Linked DNA regions of Mus musculus: regions 2 and 3 are each linked to region 1. The links are chromatin contacts, called in public HiChIP or PLAC-seq maps. All regions are on one chromosome and are shown on one strand. Each heading gives the region's core, a stretch centred on a gene start, on an enhancer-like site or on the middle of the called end of the contact. The rest is flanking DNA. Distances are from core to core; before and after follow the strand shown.

Region 1 (3,009 bases), core at 337-2,836:
ACACAATGCATTCTGGTTACCTGCTCAGTCCTTTTTTTTTTTTTTTTTTTTGATTTGTAGTTTACTATTGCTTTAAAAAAAAAAAAAAGATTATTTGCCGGGCATGGTGGCACATGCCTTTAATCCCAGCACTCGGGAGGCAGAGGCGGATTTCTGAGTTCGAGGCCAGCCTGGTCTACAAAGTTCCAGGGCAGCCAGAGCTACACAGAGAAACCCTGTCTCAAAAAAAGAAAAAAAAAGATTTATTTATTTTTAGTCAGGTGTAATGGCACACATCTTTAATCCTACACTTCAGAAGCAGAGGCAGGCAGATCTCTGAATTTCAGGGCAGCTGAGGCTACAAACTTCATGTCTCCTGCCCCAGAAAAACAATGTTTATTTATTCTCACTTGTATGTGTATGAGGCTTTGGCCTACATATATGTAAGTGCGCCACATGTGTGCAGTAGCCACAGAGACGAAGAGAGTGTCAGGTCCCCTAGAAATGGAGCTACAGACACTTGGGTACAGAGAGCTGGTGGCAGGTCCTCTGTAAGAGCAGCCAGTGCTCTTGTCTCTTCTGACCCTGATGTTTCATTTGAAATCCTCCCTGCAGGAAGGTCTCCTGGTTCTTAAGGAGTGGGGATGCACTGTGCCAGGCTGCCTGCTGGTTACCTCTGGGTAGTAGCAGCTTGCCCATCCCACAAGGCTGAAAGCTGCCCTGGGTCTCAAGATCAACTCATGCTCCCCCTGGCAGCTCAGTCATTTCCGGTTTTGTTTATATGGATGGAGGTTTTGCCTCCATGTGTGTTGCTGCGTCGAGCTTGTGCCATGTCTAGGAGAGGGCAGCAGATCCTCTGAAAATGGAGTTACCTGACGAAGTCACCTTGTAAGTCAGACTCACATCATTAAATCAACTTTCCCCTCCTCTGCATGTTTTTGTTCGGTTTGTTGTTTTTGGTTTGTTTTTGTTTTTGCTTGTTTTGTTGTTGGTTGTTTTGTTTTGTTTCTTGTTGGTTTTTTTGTTTTTGGTCTTCTCCCAGAGTTGAAGACCTAATCAAGGGACTCGTGCTCACAGTTTTTCTTTTTTTAAACAACTGCTCTTTGTGGTCCTGCGATTAGACCCAGGGCTTTGATCACTCTAAGCAAACCCTCTGCCTCTGTGCGCCATCCCTAACCCACAGCACATATATTTCACAACTTGAAAAGCCTTAAAGTTTCCCTTTTTATTCTCCCTCCCTGTCCCTTCCCTCCATGCCCTCCCATCCATTCTTTTTTGAGGCAGGTTCACATGTAGTTCAGGTTAGCCTTAAACACACTATGTAGCCCAGGATGACCGCCTGCCTCCACCTCCCACGTGCTGGGATCACAGTCTACGCCGCTGCACCTGGCTCTTACCTTCTTGTCATTTTTCTTCCCTGCCACAGAAGAAACTACACCAGCCTAGCTTTGCGTTTGGGGAAATGAGTCACTCAGCTTTTTTTTTTTTTTTTCTTTCTTCTTCCTTTTGTCAAGAAGCCCCACATGGGTGAGGGGAGAGTTGGTATATCACAGTGTCACAGGAAGTCACATACCCTTCAAAGCACCTTTGCTGCTTCTAGGATCCTGGCATTGCTTCATAGACTGTCCTCAGGATCACTTTCAGAAGAGCAAGGTAGGTGGAGACAGGGACATTCGCGGGACCTGTGGCTGCGCTGCTGCAGGTGCCTGTGGCTTCGGGGAGCACGGACAGGTGACTAGCTACCTGCCTGGCCCCACACTCAGGTTTTGTTTTGTTTTGTTTTGTTAATTTATCTTGTTGTATGTGTAAGAATGTTTTGCCTGCAAATATGTAAGTGCCCACGTGTGTGCTTGTGCCTAAGGAGGTTGTAAGAAAAGGAAAAGGGCCTCGGATCCCCTGGAATTGGGGTTACAGATGGTTTCGAGCCACCATCCGGGTGTTAGAAATTGAAGCCGTGTCCTCTTCCAGAGCAGCCAGGGACCTTAGCCACCAAGCCATCTCAGCAGCTTCACACTCAGGCTTCTTAATCTTGCTGGTGCTGGCCTCTGTCTTGGAGAACACACACTTCCTACCTGTCTGCAGGCAGGCCGCCTGAGGCTTCACCAGCCAGGCATCCATTCCGGACTCGGCTCACGCCCTCAAGTCTGACGAGGACTGCAAACTTTTCTGCTTGTTCCAGCAAGGAATATCACATACCCAGGAATTACGGCATCGTAGGTGACTTACTTACTTAATTAGTAATTTTCTTTTGAAATGTATTTTATTACATTTCTTTATGTAGTGCAGGTATATATGGATGTGTGTGTGTGCCTATATACGGAGGGTGCGTGTCAGAGGGTAATTTGCGGGAGTCTGTTTTTTTTTCTACCATGTGAGACCAAGGAATTAAACTCAGGGTTAGGCAGATGTCTCCATTTGCAGAGCATCCTCTTGGCCTCACTTGGTTTTGAGAGTCAGATACAGTGCAGGCTGGCCTCACCCTCAGTGTTGCTGAGCATGGCCTTGAACTTCTGGCCTTCCTGCCTGTGCCTCAGCCTCTCAAATGCTGGCATATATATATGGGCCAGTAGACTGGACTATCCTTTTTGTTTGGCGGTTTGTTCTTCTGAGCCTATCTTCATTCTTCTGTTTTACTGAAATTTTTTTCCCCCTTTAAACTTTACTGGTAAAATGATAGCAACACAAGACAGTTGTTAGTCACTGACAAGCCTCCCAGGAGACTCTCCCATGTGACAAGTCTTCATCATGCTTTTCCAAGGGGAAAAAAAAAAAAAAACCAAAGAAATAAAATCTCTTTTGAAAAAACACCAGGGGTAGGGGTGATGGTTCAGTGGGCAATGCGTTCGTACCTAAAACACAGGGCCTTGAGCTCTCCAGAAGGTGAGCAAAAGCCAGGAGTGGCTGTGCACGCCTAGGACCTCATAGCCCTCCCCCTCGGTGGAGACACCGTGGAGACGGATAAATGGGAGGTTCCTTGGCCAGCCTGTCTTCCCAAAACAGAGAGTCCTGGTATTGAGACTGTATCTCAAA
Region 2 (3,009 bases), core at 227-2,726, 56 kb after region 1:
CTAGGAGAGGCTCTACCTAGATAGGGAAGAAGCTACCATCCCATGGGCTGGTGTCCCACAGTAAAGACAAAACCAGTCGAGTCCCAGCCAGCACTCATCTCTGGCCCTTTCCTGACTGCAGAGATGACTCGGCCAACGGCTTCGAGCTCCTGACCACTTCCTCAGGTTTGGTTTTGTTAGGTTTTTCTCACAGCAATGGGAAGCATAATCAATACAACTTCCCAGAATGTGACCTGTGACAAGACCAATGAGCAGACTCAAGGCTGGGCACATAAAAGCACCAAAAAAAAAAAAAAAAAAAAAAAAAATCCCTTGCAATTATTGTTCATGGTGCAGAGTCTAGACCAGAAACTTCTAAGCTTGTCAAAGTGGATACTTACAGGGTTAGGTTCCCTTTTGGCCAGTCCTTTGGAAATTTACCCATGCATGAGAGACACATGAGGAGTCCTGCCCTGGAAGCTGGTTCCTGTGAGGGATTGGGGGTGGGCTGGGGGCAGGGGTGGTCTTTCGTCCCTTTTCTTCTTTCTTTCAGACGAGGCCCAGGATAGCTTCAAACAAGCTATGCATCCAAGGCCGATAACGGACTTCTGGTCTTCTGCCTCTTATCTCTCAGATGTCAGGATCACAGGTGTGTCTCTCAGGTGCTGGGATCACAGGTGTGTATCTGGGCTCACAGGTGTCTCTCTCAGGTGCTATGATCACAGGCGTGTATCTGGGGTCCCAGGTGTGTATCTGGGGTCCCAGGTGTGTATCTGGGGTCCCAGGTGTATGTCAGAGGGTCACAGGTGTTTCTGGGATCACAGGTGTGTATCTGGGATCCCAGGTGTCTCTCTCAGGTGCTAGAATCACAGGTGTGTATCTGGGGTCACAGGTGTATATCAGGGACTATGGGTGTGTATCTGGGGTCACAGCTATGTATCACCAAACCTGGTTTGGCAGTACTGGGACCTTGTGCAGGCTAAGTTGGCACTGTACCTAGAGGGTGACACCTGCAGCCCTTGAGATAGCGACACTACTGCAGCTAACCGTGAGCCTGCAAGGTTTTCTTCCCCTTCTAACTCAGCAGCCCTCTGCCACGCACACTCGAGAACGAAGCTGTTCTCTGACGGCTCTAATTTGTAAGTAAATGAGGCTCCAAACATAACAGATCGTCAGTGCTTGGCGGTAAGTTCACAAGTGACGGGCTGAGGACCAGCTGTCAGAGGGCTGACATATCAACGAGTGGGCATCAGGTCAGCGCTAACTTCCTCATTGCTGCTCCGCACAGAATCTCACCTTAGAAGACCCAGACCTTCAGCCAACAGACTGCTGTATTAACATCCTCTACTCCCTAGTCCTCAGAGGCAGCTTTCCCCCAGGTCTGCCTGCCTGGGCGGACGCACAGGTTCAAATACGTTCCTTCCCATGAGATACAGCGAGATTAAAAACCACATCCTCACCTAAGGAGTTCACCTTCTGTGTGGTTTAACTCCAGAGTGGCTTCTCACTTGACTCATCTGTAAGCGTCACACTCCTTACAGGCAGACCAGCCTGTGCTGGCCGACCCTGGGTCCTCAGCCTAAGCCTGGCGAGGGGGTGGGGGAGGATCAGTGTGTGGCGTTCAGGAAAAACAAGTGTAACTTTTCTAGTTCTTATTGTGTGTGTGAGTACATGCATGCACGTATGAGTACGCCTGCACATGGAGGCACATGTGTGCGTGCATATGCATATAAAAGCCAGAACTTCTGCCTACCATCTTGGTTTGAATGGATGAAAAAACTGAGTTAATTAATTTTGTTCACATATGTGCCCCGGGACTCATGGGAAGGTCAGTTTCAGGAGCCATTTCCTTTCCTTCTATCACGTAGGTTCTGAGGATCAAAATCAGGTCTTCAGGCTGGGCAGCAAGAACTTTTAGCCACTGGACCATCTCATTGGCTCTCAATTCGGTTTAGGAGACAGGGTATCTCACCAGCTTGGAGCTTCTAATTCAGCTACAGCTACACCAAATGACTAGCAAGCCCCAGAAACCTGCCTGTCTCCCCTTTCTAGCACGAGGGTTACAGAAGTTCACCTCACCACGCCCGGCTTGGCTTTTCTTTTCTTCTTTCCTTTGTTTTGTTTGTTCGTCTTGTTTTTGAGACAGGGTTTCTCTGTGGGGCCTTAGCTGTCCTGAGACTTGCTCTGCAGGCCAGGCTGGTCTCAAAGCTCTCTGCCTCCTGAGTGCTGACACCCAGCCTTTTTTTTTTTTTTTTGGTGGGCTCCAGGGCTCAAACTCAGGTCGATGTGTTTGCACAGCAAGTTATCAGCACCACGGGGGAGAGTCCCTACTTAAGGCATGTGACTGCTCTTCTAGAGGTCCTGAGTTCAATTCCCAGCAACCACATGGTGGCTCACAACCATCTGTAACGGGATCTGATGCCCTCATCTGGTGTGTCTGAAGACAGCTACAGTGTACTCACATACATAAAGTAAATAAATAAATCCTTAAAAAAAAAGATTCTATTATTTATTTATTTACTTTTTGTTTTGAGACAGAATCTCCCTATGTAACCCTTATGTAGATCAGGCTAGCCTCAAACCTGTAGTAACTCTGTCTCTACCTCCCAAATGCTGGGATTACCGGTTACCACCACCACATCTGACTCAGCCTTCGCTTTCTTTATTTTTTGAAAGACTGTCACGAGTGGCCTCTCACCCACTTGTGCCACCTGAAAACTACCATTCACCTCTTCCTTCCAAGTGCTGGCATTAGAAACGCATACCACCCACCATGTGGAGGCTGTGCATGGGGCTCAAACCCAGGGCCTTGTGCATGCGAGACAAGCACCCTAGCACCTGAACCATACCCCCAACCCTAGAATAGTATTTAGTGACAAAAATAAAGCATTAATACACAAAAGAACATGGATGAGCCTTGAACATATTAGGCTAAATCAAAGACATCAGATTACTTGTAATTAATCACCTCGACATTATATGGCTCTGTTTATAAGCAATATCCAGAGCAGGAGAGCCCCTGGCAGCATG
Region 3 (3,009 bases), core at 190-2,689, 51 kb before region 1:
GAGGCTGATGCCTCGGGGATTGCCTGGAAAACCTGGAGGTGAAGTCCATCCCATCAAAAGCATTCTCACGCAACAACCGCCTTGCCGGAGGTGTTTAGGGGACACAAGCAGAGTTATATTCTGGGAACCCTTGCATCCCCAGAATAGAGAAAGACAATTACCCAGCAGCCCTTGGGTATTTTGTTGGTAAAAGTGCTTTATGCTTATGGTAAATACTTTTAAAAAGTTAATCAAGTAGCCACACTGGGTAGGGGGTAGAGAAGCAGAAACCAGCTTTTGTGTGCTGTTACAGAGGTGGCCAGGTAGGACGGGGAACCAGGAGCTCCCTTTAGTATTGACATATTTTTCTGCAGGGGCAGTCAGTGTGAGGTCAGTTACCTAGGCCGACAGCAGTTTTGTTTTGTTTTGTTTTTTTTACTAGAAAATGTTGATCTTTGAGCCTCTTGACAGGAACGTAAACCATGTAGAGGATGAAGGTGAGGTTGGGCTAGACAGACACTGCCAACTGAGACATCTCTCTCGCCCACATCAGGACAGTCTTCCCTTGGACCAGCTATTGTAAATGCTTTTCAGAATGGCCTTCCGCTGGCAATGAGGTCCCAGGGGAAGTGACCTGACCCCACCAGTTGGGAGCATGTGACTCCCTGGTTTTTACAGTAGGCTGCTTCCTTCCTGGGGGGTTTAGAGCTCTCCTTTCTCACCCCAGAAGCCTGGCTGTGGGCTGTGGAGGAAGGCTCCCTCGACAGCCCTGTCAGGATGCTAAGTGGATTTCTCAGCTTTATTTCTTGTGTAACTCTTTCCTCCTGAGCGGTAGGATCTATATAAGTATGTCGGAAATGGGTGGGCCTCGTGATGGTCAGACTTGGGGGACTGATGTGGGTGGTACCCAGGGAAGGGAAGAGACAGCAGTGGTGGTCCCGAAAGACCCGGGAGCCTTTGAGTGATGGGTCTTTGGAAATCTGGGAAAAGGCTGGGCACTTAAAGTTCCTCTCCATAGACTTTCAGTTCATCCAGTGTCAAGCTAATTAGACTGGCTGCCGGAAGCTGTTGGGTTCCACGGAATATTTGCTTAATTAAGCTAATTAAGTTATTTGAGAGAGAATCTCCTACAGGCTATCCCGGGACCCGCAGCCCGAGTTCTTGAACTTGTAGCAGTCTTCCTGCTTCAGCCTTTCTAAGCCTTGCTATGCCTGCCTGGTTTGTCCTCTCTGCTCTCAGAGAAGAGAACCATGTAGGTGTGCAACCCCCACCCCCTCCAGCCTAGGTGGCTCAGCTGTCACACTCCCCCCGCCCCCCACATGTGATCACCCTAGAGTCAGCAGGCAGGAACAGAGACCTCTCCTGCATTCTATCTCTGGTGGAATCTCCCTGCATCATCTCCTGTGGTGATGGTGATGCTGAGCTCCTGTTTAAACAACCCCACCTTCCAGGCTTTGAAGGGCAGGAGTGTTTGCCCTGGTTACCGCACTGCATCGAAGGCACACAAAGGAGACCCTCGAGACGCAGTTAATGATTAAAATCCAGGGCTTTGGGCCTGTTTTCCTCTGAGATTGTTCCTCCTGAACTTTGCTCCCTCACGCCCTGGGACTCACCCCACCTCAGCCAGCTTGTAGACCTTGGTTTTGAGGTTCTCCTGGAGCCCAGCATCCTGGGGACAATCTGCTCCTTGCTACCTCAGGCTCTGCTGTTTTTCCTGCCGACCTGCAGGCTCTGCTGTAGGAATTCCTATCTGGGCCTTGTTCCCCCAAAGGCTGGGAACAACTGCCTCCTGCTGTGGGGAACAAGATGGCCTTGCCTTGGATGGGTGGCATCACAGAAGTCTGGCCCTGCCCCTGCCCCTCAGGAGTGGGTATACCTGGCTGTACCCGGACCCTCTAGACATCCCTAAATTAGACTTACCAGTTAGCTTTTGTCCTAACTAACTTCCTGGGTTTCGTTTGGTTAAGTAAAAGGCCTATGAATACCCGTGGAGTGGTCTACCAACCATTTATTAGGCTCAAGTTGTGGATTGTCTTAAATCCTAGCCTTTTCCTTTAAGGTGTGACTTGTCCCCACAGTTTATCAGGGAGCTCCCCCTTGCCAAATATAGACTTGAATTCCAGACAGACAATGAATTATCCTCATTTTTAGTATATGTGTGTCCTCTGTGCAGTGTTCAGGAGGGTGTAAATTTGCCTTGTGCTTGATGTGTGTATGGTGGCCTCACGCAGGCGGTCCTGAGCATTTATTTCCCCTACCCACTCGACTTTTTAGTGACCTTGAATAGGACCGGGGTTATCTGCAATGACATCCCACCCACTCGTGCCCCAGGCAAGGGAGGAACCCCATGCTTAGGATCTGCCGGATGTGGGCCCCCACCCCCCCCATCCCCCAAGGCGGCCGGAAGGAAGAGCTGCCTGTGGCTCCCAGAGCTACAGCACCACCGTCCCTTGGCCTCTCCTTGAGCTGAGCCATGAGACCACAGACCGTCATTCCAGAAGAGGATTTTAGGGTTCCGTTGCTTTGTGTGTGTTTCTGTTGTTGGTTTTTATTCGTTCATTAATTAAAAAAATTTTTTTTTGTATGTTTGTTTGAGATGGTTTCTCTATATAGCCCTGGCTGTCCCAGAACTGTGTAGACCAGACCAGCCATAAACTCAAGAGACTCACCTGTCTCTGCCTCCTGAGTGCTGAGATAATGTTCCAACTGAAACCAGCTGGCTAGGAATTCCTGAACGTTCTATCTCCGCCATGCACAGTGTCAACATAGACTTGATAGCTCAGAGAGATTGCTGCAGACTTGGGTGGGTAAGGTGCCCGGGCCGATTCTCACCTGCCCTTTTCTGGTTCAGCATTTTGGACTGCCCTAGTGAGAAGTCAGGTTGATTATATTTCCGCGTGGCTTTGTTCCGTGAGGGTCTGTCCTCTTGTACTGATTGTCTGATCACGGTACAGCTGTGTGCCGGGAGGCTTCGCCTTACTTGTGTCTTTCCAGTCAGCATGCCTCTTAATTTTTTTTTTTTTCTTTTTT

What was found. HiChIP or PLAC-seq counts read pairs in DNA pulled down with a chosen protein or histone mark.
Region 2: a contact with region 1 is called in a BATF HiChIP or PLAC-seq map of CD8 T cells, with 38 read pairs. The contact joins the enhancer-like site here to the promoter of Ccr4 in region 1. A contact is called at or near these places in 3 of 39 promoter capture datasets (the 3T3-L1 cell line, hippocampal neurons and maxillary cranial neural crest), 1 of 15 datasets of contacts at CTCF or cohesin (CD8 T cells), 25 of 484 Hi-C or Micro-C datasets (the C2C12 cell line, CD4 T cells, CD8 T cells and 8 more), 14 of 115 datasets of contacts at active chromatin or transcription factors (CD8 T cells, the SCID.adh cell line, double positive thymocytes and 6 more) and 3 of 9 other capture datasets (adipose tissue, liver and pancreatic islet).
Region 3: a contact with region 1 is called in an H3K27ac HiChIP or PLAC-seq map of embryonic stem cells, with 11 read pairs. The contact joins the enhancer-like site here to the promoter of Ccr4 in region 1. A contact is called at or near these places in 3 of 484 Hi-C or Micro-C datasets (the N1E-115 cell line and embryonic stem cells), 10 of 115 datasets of contacts at active chromatin or transcription factors (the HPC-7 cell line, double positive thymocytes, embryonic stem cells and 2 more) and 3 of 9 other capture datasets (adipose tissue, liver and pancreatic islet).

The regions. Positions count from the first base shown.
Region 1 is chr9:114,495,121-114,498,129 of GRCm38.p6, reverse strand. It overlaps Ccr4 (chemokine (C-C motif) receptor 4), which reads left to right and starts at 1,586. Exons shown (of 2, transcript NM_009916.2): 1 at 1,586-1,632.
Region 2 is chr9:114,439,213-114,442,221 of GRCm38.p6, reverse strand. All of the region lies in intron 9 of Glb1 (galactosidase, beta 1), which reads right to left. Among named protein-coding and RNA genes, the nearest start is that of Gm30254, 21 kb to the left of the region's middle. Within about 2 kb of position 1,476, at least 31 of the 459 cell types and tissues checked have an H3K27ac peak or open chromatin away from gene starts, as enhancers often do. A contact at or near this core is called in CD8 T cells, the SCID.adh cell line, Th1 cells and 6 more, where this site is marked.
Region 3 is chr9:114,546,296-114,549,304 of GRCm38.p6, reverse strand. The region is part of intron 1 of Trim71 (tripartite motif-containing 71); the gene reads left to right. Among named protein-coding and RNA genes, the nearest start is that of Trim71, 17 kb to the left of the region's middle. Within about 2 kb of position 1,439, at least 56 of the 459 cell types and tissues checked have an H3K27ac peak or open chromatin away from gene starts, as enhancers often do. A contact at or near this core is called in the HPC-7 cell line, the N1E-115 cell line, embryonic stem cells and 1 more, where this site is marked.